Regions from separate parts of the Mus musculus genome. Here all the other regions are linked to region 3. The links are chromatin contacts, called in public Hi-C and HiChIP or PLAC-seq maps. All regions are on one chromosome and are shown on one strand. The core of a region is the stretch at or near the end of the contact, and the rest is flanking DNA. Distances in the headings are between cores, read along the strand shown.

The links. A called contact is a pair of places that touch in the nucleus more often than the background predicts. HiChIP or PLAC-seq counts read pairs in DNA pulled down with a chosen protein or histone mark.
Region 1: a contact with region 3 is called in an H3K27ac HiChIP or PLAC-seq map of extraembryonic endoderm stem cells. The contact joins the enhancer-like site here to the promoter of Adamts9 in region 3. A contact is called at or near these places in 1 of 39 promoter capture datasets (3T3-L1-derived adipocytes), 6 of 484 Hi-C or Micro-C datasets (the 3T3-L1 cell line, the HL-1 cell line, Sertoli cells and 3 more), 6 of 115 datasets of contacts at active chromatin or transcription factors (embryonic stem cells, extraembryonic endoderm stem cells, fetal liver and 2 more) and 2 of 9 other capture datasets (adipose tissue and liver).
Region 2: a contact with region 3 is called in an H3K27ac HiChIP or PLAC-seq map of trophoblast stem cells, with 40 read pairs. The contact joins the enhancer-like site here to the promoter of Adamts9 in region 3. A contact is called at or near these places in 1 of 39 promoter capture datasets (trophoblast stem cells), 6 of 484 Hi-C or Micro-C datasets (Sertoli cells, cardiomyocytes, cortical neurons and 3 more), 7 of 115 datasets of contacts at active chromatin or transcription factors (embryonic stem cells, extraembryonic endoderm stem cells, heart atrium and 2 more) and 2 of 9 other capture datasets (adipose tissue and liver).
Region 4: a Hi-C map of cardiomyocytes shows a contact between it and region 3, with 15 times the contacts expected there. The contact joins the enhancer-like site here to the promoter of Adamts9 in region 3. A contact is called at or near these places in 3 of 39 promoter capture datasets (the 3T3-L1 cell line, 3T3-L1-derived adipocytes and embryonic stem cells), 5 of 484 Hi-C or Micro-C datasets (cardiomyocytes, liver, myocytes and 1 more), 5 of 115 datasets of contacts at active chromatin or transcription factors (embryonic stem cells, fetal liver and heart atrium) and 2 of 9 other capture datasets (adipose tissue and liver).

The regions. Positions count from the first base shown.
Region 1 is chr6:93,003,438-93,006,137 of GRCm38.p6, forward strand. All of the region lies in intron 1 of 9530026P05Rik (RIKEN cDNA 9530026P05 gene), which reads left to right. Among named protein-coding and RNA genes, the nearest start is that of Adamts9, 61 kb to the left of the region's middle. Within about 2 kb of position 1,369, at least 20 of the 459 cell types and tissues checked have an H3K27ac peak or open chromatin away from gene starts, as enhancers often do. A contact at or near this core is called in extraembryonic endoderm stem cells and heart atrium, where this site is marked.
Region 2 is chr6:92,904,761-92,907,460 of GRCm38.p6, forward strand. It overlaps Adamts9 (a disintegrin-like and metallopeptidase (reprolysin type) with thrombospondin type 1 motif, 9), which reads right to left. Exons shown (of 40, transcript NM_175314.4): 9 at 394-540. Among named protein-coding and RNA genes, the nearest start is that of 9530026P05Rik, 34 kb to the right of the region's middle. Within about 2 kb of position 1,306, at least 12 of the 459 cell types and tissues checked have an H3K27ac peak or open chromatin away from gene starts, as enhancers often do. A contact at or near this core is called in heart atrium and trophoblast stem cells, where this site is marked.
Region 3 is chr6:92,942,115-92,944,814 of GRCm38.p6, forward strand. Adamts9 (a disintegrin-like and metallopeptidase (reprolysin type) with thrombospondin type 1 motif, 9) reads right to left here and starts at 1,420. Exons shown (of 40, transcript NM_175314.4): 1 at 927-1,420; 2 at 1-333. The coding sequence starts at 1,041. The region is part of intron 1 of 9530026P05Rik (RIKEN cDNA 9530026P05 gene); the gene reads left to right.
Region 4 is chr6:92,986,748-92,989,447 of GRCm38.p6, forward strand. All of the region lies in intron 1 of 9530026P05Rik (RIKEN cDNA 9530026P05 gene), which reads left to right. Among named protein-coding and RNA genes, the nearest start is that of Adamts9, 45 kb to the left of the region's middle. Within about 2 kb of position 1,299, at least 17 of the 459 cell types and tissues checked have an H3K27ac peak or open chromatin away from gene starts, as enhancers often do. A contact at or near this core is called in adipose tissue, cardiomyocytes and heart atrium, where this site is marked.

The sequences.
Region 1 (2,700 bases), core at 119-2,618, 61 kb after region 3:
TGTAACTTTCTAACCCTGAGTCTTAACCTTCCCACCTCTTCTCTTTTGTCTTTTGGATGCTGGCCAGAGTCTAAGTATGATTTTTCTGGCTCTTTCTCTATCCTCCCACCCCCAGCTTTATTACCAGTCATCTGCTTGTCCACCACATGGCTAACCACAGACCTAATTTAAATGGCATGGCTTTCTCTTGTCCTCTGTTCAATCTTATCTCCTTGGGCAGCTGCCTACATTTATAGCTTGTCTGCTTTGAGATTTTTCTTTAGAATTAGAATAAAATCCCCCCCAGCTGCCTTTCAAATCTGCCTTAAATTCTTTTATCAATGAGACTAAGAATTCTACGATGGGGACGCCAGTGCCCTTGGTAGCAAGGGCATTAGTATCTGATAAGGCCTCATCCTTTGTTGAGTAGTTAGCCAGTTAACCAATGTCAAAGGTCATTTGGAAGCCTGGCCAGGATCCCTGGAGAATTTAAGAACCATTCTGGCAACATTAGATAGAGTCTTCTGGCAAGATAGTTTCTAATGGGATTAGGAAGATAGCTTAATCGGTAAAGCGCTCGCTTTATGAGCATAAAGACTCCAGTTCAAGTTCAGGAAGCAGTGGAAAGTCTAGCAGAGCCACACTCATTTGTGATCGCAGTGGTGGAGAGGTAGAGACACAAGGATTCCCAGAGTTCACTGGGTTTCCAGCCTCCCTACATTGTGAGTTCCAGGCCAGCGAGAGAGAGCATCTCAAGACACAAGCTGGATAGCACCTGAGCAACAATATCTGAATCTGACTGTTAGCTTTGACATGTGCACACACCCATACACACACACAGGAACACCACACACATGGACGACACACACACACACACACACACACACACACACACACACACACACAATTGCAAATGGTCCTTCCATCCTTATGGTAGACTCCCAAAAGCCCTGAGAGATGGAAACTCATATTCTTTTATCCTAGAAGTGGCGTGTGAAGTTCTTCAGTGCTGAAAAGAACTGAGGTAGTAATAACCCAGTCTGTGCCAGTGTGGCCCTCCTCCAGCCTCCCAGAGACTAGTTGTACTACTAGAGGAAAAGCAAGTAGAAAGGAAATGAGAGCCACTCCTTCCACCGGGATTTGAAAAGCACTTCTTTTCGCCCTTTTGGACTCTAAACTTTTGGACACCAAGATTGCTCTTAATCTAAAGAAAACAGCAAAAGGATTGCAAGGCCTGAATACCTATTAATCAGAGAAGAAAAAAAAATTCCCAGCTCCATACATACATTATCAGGGAGGAGTTACACCATCCATTATTCTGATGGGTCCTAGAGGGAGGTTAAGGATGAGATCAGCCCCAAACACAGGCAGAGTTTGTTGGCAAGTGCCACAGTGGGGGTGTGTGTTGCGATCTTTTTTTAGCCTCACTAAGGATAAGAGCATATGTGATGAAGCAGCTATCTGTCTAAAAGTGTAACCCCAAACAGAACCTTACAAACGGGACAGAAGGAAGAAAACCAGGAGTGGAGAGAAGAGACAATGAAAGATGAGTGTTGTGTTTGCCCCTCTGTCTGGGAAATCTGCCATCTCACTCCATTTCATATGCTGACGGCCTTGGGAGTCATGCCCAATCTTCTGACCCATATTAGGCAGTAAAACACACACACACACACACACACACACACACACACACACACACACACACACCCATTTGTCTGCTTACCTTGATAAGAGGTAAATTTTGTGTTTATTTCCAGATAACTAGAGAAAGCATTGCTTGAAAATGAGCTGAAACTGTGGTTTGCCTGGAAGTGTTTATAAAAAGGAGAGATGGGCTGACAGGAGTCCACTGGTTTGTAATCTTGTTTCTCCTTCAGTGTTTAGATTTGTTTTTTCTGCAACCTGCCCAACAGTTTTGCGTGGCTTTGGATTTGAGTCCATGTCTTTTGTATTTATTGTTTTCGAATCACTGGCCTCCATAAGTCTTCCTGTTACAATAGATTTCCAGTAAATGGCAAAGGCCCTTGAATCTGTCTTCAGTCTTAGGTCAGATTGGCCAAAAGCCTCACATGGGTGGGCATCCACAGAAGGCCTTGACTGTCATGTTTATTTGCTTACTTTGGAGGTAGGAGACTGCCCTTTGTCCCAAAGAGTGGATACAGACATTTATGATGATGAGCAGTTGAAAGCCAGTGTGAGCTAAGTGGCTGGGCTTGGCTGGAACCAAACCCCAGTCAAGGTCAGAGTGGAATGCTGTTATTGCCGCATTAGCATTATCATCATCAATACGATTCTCCAAATTATTTTTTAATGGGGCCAATTTACCTCCAAGTCTGTAACCAAGGCGCAGATCACTTGTCTCCTCTTCAGCAGCCATTAGACATCAGTAAGGCGGAGTCTGGCCCTTTTAGCTCTAAATCTGATCTTGAGCTTTCCCAACAGTTACTTTATCCCCTCTCACCTCCCTTCCTCCATGCTGGAAATTGCCCATTAAACTCTGATTCAGAGTGCAAAGCTTCAATTGCTTCTAAGGCGCATGTTGCTCATAGCGCTCCTTTACATGAGCGAAGGATTTCAAAGCTGTTCGCAGTGTTGTTGCTTATACAAGTGGTTCTAGCACACCTAGATAAAACATCAAATTCGAGATGCTGTGTTGGGGATAGGGGCATGGATTAGCAGGTGAGAGAGTGCCTGGGTTAGAAACCCCAGCATCCACATAAA
Region 2 (2,700 bases), core at 56-2,555, 37 kb before region 3:
CCAAACATTGGCAAGGCTATGAGCTAACAGATGTTATAGAGTAAAATTTTTTTCTCCTCTAAGGAATGTTATCAAGAACAACAAGACAAAAAGAATGCCAGATTCCGTTTTCTTCCCCTTCATGGGTTACTTCAGATAGGCCAGGCACTAGAGCAGCAGTTCTCAGCCTTCCTAATGCTGTGACTCTTAAACACAGTTCCTCACATAGTGGTGACCCCCAACCAGAGAATTATCTTGTTGATGCTTCTTAACTGTAATTTTGCTACTGTTAAGAATAATAATCTAAATGTCTGATATGGAAGGTATCTGATATTCGACCCCCAAAGGGTTGCTATCCACAGGCTGAGAAGGGATGCACCAGTGGCTGATACTAAGAGAGCGCTTAGGTCTTACTCTAGGAACTCAGTGATGTATTTCCGACTGCACTTTGACCACATCCAGGGGTTGGTGTAGAAGTTCAGTGTTGGTGCCATGACATGCTGGGGACTCTTAACTCCTTCTTCTTTGCATTTATTGCTGTCATCGTGAGGCATATTAAACCTAAAGTCAACGAAGCAGTGGTGAGAATGTCAGAACACACCAAGGGTTCCTGCGGGCATCCTTGCTTAACAAATCTAAGAAGAAAGTATAACTAAGGACCTGTTGTCCTGTGGACAAGAATCTGAATGAGCAGAATAAATTATAAGACAATTCTAGACGGAGCATAGACCACCAGAGGATTTTTATCGAATTTGATGTAAATGCCTTTAGTGAATGAAAAGGTATGCACAGGCCATTTGTTGGGTATAAATATGAATATTGGAATTGTAGAGGCTCTGAATGTGCAGTAGTTGGTGCTAGACTAAAGGAAATGCTAGTAGACAGCGAAAGGGCAATCCATAGAACAAGATTTTGGCAGGGTGTCATACTGTTGTCAATATAAAGAATAAATTCGTGTCATAAATGGAAGCTAAGTGCTTTGTAATAAGAGGATCACTGTGGGCCTCACATCTCCCATTTTTTGGGTCACGGTGATTAGGGATACACATGTGTTTATCAAGTAAAGTATCATTATGAAGGTATATAAAGTGTGCCCACAAACTCCTAGGGAGTGACACAGAGACCATAGGCACATATGCCCAGCCAGCTGAAAGTAGAGATGGCACAGGGATTCACCTGCCAATGCCAGCTCACAGGAACTGGCTTCCTGAAAAGCCAGGCATAAAAAAGATTCTTAAACTCTTTCCCATTCTGCCTGAGGGGAGGCTGTGGAGCACAGCCAGTGTCCTCTTGGGCTGTGGCAGCGTCCTTCACACATACTTTCCATTCTTGGCTTCACCAGAGGAAGTGGGGGAAAAACGATAGCATTTCCTTAATGTGCACCCCCTCCATGACCCACATGGCCTTCCAGCCCAGGCAATTATCCACCAGTTGACAAGGTCAGCGGGTCATCTTTTCTCTCTGGGAAAGGCTGCTGTCAATCAGAACACGGAACATGTGGTTAAGTTTGCACCGAGTGAGGAATTCCCTTCCCAGTTCATGCTGAACTCAGGAAGTCTGAGTGAGATGGAGGGGTGTGGACCTGTTTCATATGAAAGAAAAATCTGGACTAAAGCCCCTGCGTCTGCTCCACGAATTCTTTTCTGTTCTGTTTCTTTTTTCTTAAAAAAAAAAATGTGGGTTCTTGAGTTTGCCAGCAGAGATGGAAAAATGTGATCTGTATTAGATGAGTTTACTAAAAGGCTTTAATATTGCAGAACCCCTTTTCTTCAAAGAAGCGACATAGCTCGCAGGTGCCAGCTATGGAGTCCCAACAACACTGGTTCTAGCACACCTCAAGTAAGGAAGGCACCCAACCCTACCATGCTCCTCTGTGGTGGACAGGAGCTACCCTCTTAGTCCCAACTCATCATAACTAGGTTAAATGGAATCTATTTATGTCCTCATACAAATAAACAGAAGCTTGTTTTCATTTGGACAAGCACATTTGCTCACTGCTGGGAATATAATAACTATATTTTGAATATTTACTGACCCATACTAACTGAGACTGTTCACTGCCATTCTATACTGGAACATGTATTCAGTGTTTTGGATGTTCCATTTCATCACTCATTTGATGCAGTGAACAGTACAATTGACCCGCTGCATCCGTGAATCATACACCCACAGATTCCATTCATTGAGGGTGGAACGTATTTAGAGGGGGAAATAAACTTGTTTCTGTACTGAATGGGCACGGACTTACCCCCTTCCCCACTCAATATAATATAACAGCTATTTGTGCTGTATTAGGTATTATGAGTTATCTAAATATTGTTTAAAGTAGATAGCAAAATATGCATAGGTGATGCCAAAATTCAGTGCCTCTTCACCAAAAGGGCTTGAGTATCTGTGGAGCTTGGCACTTATGGGAGGCATGGAAAGCAGCCTCCTACAGACACCTAAGGATGACTGTACAACTCCTTAGTCTTTGTGGATGAGCAAGTAAGGGGGAGAGAGCTTTCACTACTTCATCAGCTCGGGTTCATATTGTTACTCACATGGGGTACCTGGAAATAGAAGCCATCTTGAGGATTCTTTGCATTTCATGATTGTCTTAGGAATCAGAAGGACCCGGGAGAGGCTGACTAAGTCTGTGTGGCCTGACCACACTGAAAGCTTTGACTACATTCTAAACATTAAATCCCCAATAGTGTTTTCCTTGGGAGAAAACAGCAA
Region 3 (2,700 bases), core at 170-2,669:
AGTGCCTAAGTTCCATTTCCTCCTCGGAATACAGCTTGGTCTGGTTTACCCCTGGCTCTCCAAGGAGGGTGACAGTGAACAGTGGAGCGATAAATCCGGTATGGGCGGTGAGATTAAATAGAAACTGCTGGCCGAAGGCTGAGAGGCGGTAGTGCTCCTGGGAAGAGGTAGAGGAAGACGAAGAGGAGGCGAAGGCAGGCCAGGGGTCAGAGGCAGAGTTAATGCTTCGCCGCCTTCTTTTGAAGTGCACGTTCGTGGGAAAGGGTTCCCCGAGGGGGTTCACTCGGATGGGAGACGCGATCTCATATTCGCTCAGACTCTCTAATAATTTCACTGCAGGGAGAAACAGAGGCAAGTGAGCTAATCAGTCATTTCCCCCGAAAGCTTTAATTTAAAAAGAAGATGGGGGGCTTTGTCCTAATTTATTTCGCAGCCACTTCGAGTCAATTCCTTCACGCTCCACCACTGGATAAATATTTGTTGAGCGCCTACTGTAATAGTAACAGCCGAGAACTAGGTGAGGGGCCGAGACTACAGCATTTGAAGTCAGACAATGAACAAATATAAAAACATAAAATAATTACAGATTCTGATAAATATCCTAAATAAAATAAAATGTGTGCTATCTGGTGATCCAAGCTATTAATTAGGACTGGTTTGGGTCAAGGGATAAGGAGGGTAAAAAAAGTCAGGTAAAAAGGACTGGGGGTGGGGGTGGCCCTAAAATTCTTGCAGTGCTTCCTTCCCTAATAGTTGACTAAGGATGACCCAGAGAAGGGAGAGGTTCCGAAAGGAGAGGTAATTCTTTCTAGGAAAAGGAGAGAGGCCTCTACTGCGGGGTGCCCGCCCCAGAGCGTGTTCAAGAAGGTGGCGATGGAGTGTGTGGGGGCGTGGGGGGGGGGCTTCAGGGTTCAGAGCCATGTTACCTTGCCTCGGGTGCAGCCTGTCCTTGCGCACGGCCGCCGCGGAGTCAGGGCTCCTCATCTCAACCAGGTCCGGCACCAGGAGCGTTAGCAGTGTGGCCCAGGATACTAACTGCATGGTGCTCCTCACCCCTCCCCCCGCTTCTCCCACCCCCTCCCTCCTGCCGGCTTTGGTGGCTGGCGGCGACGCGAGGCAGCAGCCTTGGAGAGCGCGCGGAACCCCGGCGCCCTGCCGCCAACTTTTTGACTTTAGGAGTCGCTGAGGTCCTGCAGAGAGGGTCCCGTCTGCGCTCCGCTGAGCAACGCTGCCGCCTGCCGTGAGCTGAGGCGCTCGGGCCGCAGGAGGAGGAGAAGGAGGCGGAGGACTAGGGCTCGGCGGCTCGGCCGCATAATGTCCAGCCTGCGGGCAGGAGAAGGCGCGGAACGTGCGCTCCGAGGCGCGCCGGGCGCCCTTTGCTGGCTGAGTTAGCCGAGCCGCTTCTTGAATGGGGGGCCAGGGGGCGGGGGCCCCCGCGGGCGCTCAAATACCCTAGGTGCACGCCTCCAGGAGGAGGAGAGGGGAGGAGAAAACGGGGCAGGCGGCCCGCCTCCTTGTAGATCCTGTCCCCTCCTCGGCCGCGGGTGCCAGGACTCACCGCTTTAGGCCCCTCCAGCTGCCGGAGGCGGAGGCCAGAGGCGCCGGCAGTGCCGGAGCAATCGGTGGCCGTCCGCGTCACCTCCCCGAGGTGGGGTTAGCAGAGATTCCCTGAGAAGGAGGGAGAGCAGAGAAAGTTCTCTCTCTCTGAGGTGGCGCTCAGCCACCCACTCCGATTCCCCTTTCCTACTTTGGTCTCCGGTTTGGAATCTCTCTCTCGCCAGGTCTTGGTGTAGGTCTCTTTGGGCCCATGTCCCTTTTCTCTGATGGTCTCTTCCTTCTCCGCTTTCTACTGAGCCATCTCCACTTCTCCGTATCTGCCTGTCCTCTTCATTCTGCCCCCGTCTCTTTCCATCACCCAACTTGGCATTCCTTACAAGAGGAAAAAAAAAAAAAAAAGTAGCCTTGCGCCGTCCTAGTCCTACACTTGATCACTATGAACCAGATTTGTCACCTGAGCTCCACTCTACTTAATTGCCCCAAGTCAAGAGTTTTAAAGGCAGGGATCTATTTCAGTCCAGTAGTTCTAGTTGTGTTTCTGATCCGCAGTTCTCTGAAAGTTTCGCAACTGTTTAAACCCGGGTCTTCCCGGGACCTCTGTCCCTGTGGCGAGAGCTCTACAGGTTTCTGTAGCCCCCCCCCCCCCAAAAAAAGGTTAAGACGCTTACTGTGCGGTTAGAGAGGGTGGGGACTTGGAAGCCCCCAACTCTGCCCGACATTTGAGGGGAAGGGAGTAGGGAAGGACTGTGAGGCCATAGGTCCCGGGGAAGGCACTCGAACCTCCAGGGATTTCCAGTCACTTCCGCTTGCTCTCAGAATTAGAGAGGATGCAAGCAGGGAAGTGGCTCCAAGCAGATAGTTCAAGTTATCCATCATCTCCCTCGGGTTGAAGATAGACATTTGGAAGTCAGAACTCTAGAAAAGGAGAAAGGAACAGAGGGAGAAGGGGGAGGAAGTAAAGAGGGAAGATTGTTAAATCATGGATAGTTAAAAAAAGCACCTTTCTTCCTTAGCTCTCAGAGGAGAGGATGCGCCAATTCAAAGGGAAAGGAAAGGGCATTTTCAGTAACTGATATGACTAATAAAGTTATAATCGCCCAAGTTTCCTAGAACCGGAGTTCTCTGCTGCTTGGCCAGCCACTC
Region 4 (2,700 bases), core at 49-2,548, 45 kb after region 3:
ACGTACGTAAACCCAAATGAAACACTGCACACCAGTAATCCCAGAGCTCCCATGACAATCTGGGAGGCAGAGAAGCTTGAAGTGTAGCTTGCCTGGTCAACCACAGGGACAAACAAACAAACAAACAAACAAACCCAATAAATTTTGTCTCAAACAAGGTGAGAGGTGAGAACAAAGACTTGAGATTGTCCCAGGATTTCGCACACATACCCAAACACACTCACACTTAACACTCACACACATACATATTCGCATACTTACAAACATGTAACACACACACACACACACACACACACACACACGCACGCAGAGTTTTCTGTTTGTTTGTTTGTTTTAAAACACCTGTGTCTGGTGTTACAGGTTGAGATTCCAGGCATAGAAAAAACAAAACAAAACAAAACAAAAACAAAACAAAGAATTCTATTTTCTGATAACTTAAAAATATTTATTATGACACTAATGAAGGCAAATAACCACTTTAAGAGTGACCAAGTCCCAGACTCTGGGCCGTATTTGTGTGAATTTTACCACTTAATCTTTAGAAGGCTTATGGAGTAGATCTTTGAATTGCTTGATGTGAGAAAAGCACTGTTCACAGTCCTGCCTTTAGGATATGGCGAGCCTCGTATCTGAACCCCATTCTTTTCTTTTCTCTTTTGAGCCCATGGAGCACAGACTGTGCCTGCCTCACTGCGGCTGTTCCTTATGTTCTTTTTCTTAGGAAAAGAAGAATCACGAGGTTCCTTTTAATCCCAGAATTCACCTGGCTTGAGCGCATGCTCTGTGATAGGAATGTGAGCTGCCAGAAGATGGGAGGAGCTTGCAGTGGGAACAGGAGAAACTGAGACCGTGAGAGGGTGTGACTGGGCGACTTACCACCAGCACGATCTATTCCTACCATACACATTCCCAGACTATCTAGAAACCCTCGCATGCAAGGATAAATTGCTAAGAATTTATGCCCCATGACCAGAAAGACTGTGGCACAAACCGTTTTAATTGTGTTGACCCAATAAGATACGAGAACGAAACTATTTTCCCCTGGAAAGAGAAATGTTAGCATTTCAACCAGAGCAGCCTTTCAAGCTTCTCCAAGTGCCACATGGCGCTCTGTGATTTTCTAATAGGAAATGTCCCCGCCACTGACATCCTACTGCAGAACAAGAAGACAACACTACCAAAAAGGGGGTTTCTCCAATAGTGTCTCATGTAGCTGTTGAGATGTTCTTGGGTTCAAAAATAGTCACATCCACTCAAAAGTCCTCCAAGTTAATTTCAGCTTTGTTGTTATTCCTGGCCTGGCCCCGATCCAGAGTACAGCTCTTAACATCTTAGGCTGCTTCACCTTGGGGCTGAAGGAGTCCTTCTACATGGATAGGGGGGTCTACTGAGTCCCTGGAGCACACTGTGGTATCCAGTTTTTCCCTCAGAGACCCCTGAATGTTTTGAGGGTAAGTCGTGACTGAGGAGAACTCTGGGGAACCTTTAAATAAGAACAGGAAAAGCCAAAGCACACAGAGCGTGCGTCCTGAGGAGGAAGCTTGTTTTAAAGGGTTTTTTTTTTTTTTTTTTTTTGTACTTATTGACTGTCACGGGGAGGGCAGGGTTCAGTGTGAACAGATTTCCCTATGACGGGAGAGAAGGCAAGCTTCCTCACAAATGAAGTCATGCTCCCTCTACTCCGCTGCTGCGGGGAAGTGATGCTTTTCTAATTGTCTGCCTCACTTCCTTGACACTTTTCCTCCTTCAGATCAGGGACAGTTTCCTGGGGTCAAGCACGCAGCAGGCTCCAGCCCAGCGTGTTAACCAGGAACTCAGGAGCCATGGCGTCCTTCAGACGGGACTTGTGGCTCAGGATGGAGTCTTCTGATTTGGGACGTGACAGTTTGAGGGAGAGTGGACACAATAAATCTATCCGCTCCGTGGATCTGCATTTAGTGGTATCTGCTGCCTTTTATTGGACAATAACCTGTGTCTTCAGGAAGAGCTTGACCGGTCACATGAACCCTATGTGTGCTTGCCCAACCATCAGAGATTTTTGTACAGAGGAAGTGGTTTAGCTCAAAGCATCGTCATCACCAAGAGTAACGCTGGGTATTAGATTAACATCACGTCAAATATGTCCTCATATTTGACTTTCTATAAGTGATCGCATAGCCTCGTTTTTACTGATAAGGAAAGTAGAATTAGAAAGATTGGGAAAATCTATTTAAGATTTTCAATATTTTGGTTTATATTCTTCCTTAAAGCGGGTCTCAAGCCGGGGATTCCAGGAAGGGTGTGATTGCGAACCAGTGGGAGAACTGACAGTCTGTAGGGAGACTAGAAAACAGGAGGGGACATAGACCTCAGCGTTCTCTCTACTGCTATGTGTAATGCATTTTTATGCCACTTTCTGACAGGCACTAGCTAAGAGTGGATGGGTGGGGAGGGTTTTATTTTAAAGCCTGGGTAGAGCTTTTTCAGAGCTTCAAAGCAACCTTCAGGGAGGTACAAAGGGAGGGGAAGAGATGGGAGGGAGAGAGAGAGTCTGGTTGTTGAAACACTGGGCTGCCCTGAAGTGGAAGTTAAGCTCTGTGCTTTGCACATTTAGAAGTAGGGACAAGTCACAGACCTCCTGAGTTCCTCTTGCTGAAAGACACCCAGTTCTGAAATCTGATAATATATAAACCAGTAAGACATGTAGAAGACCTCTGAGAC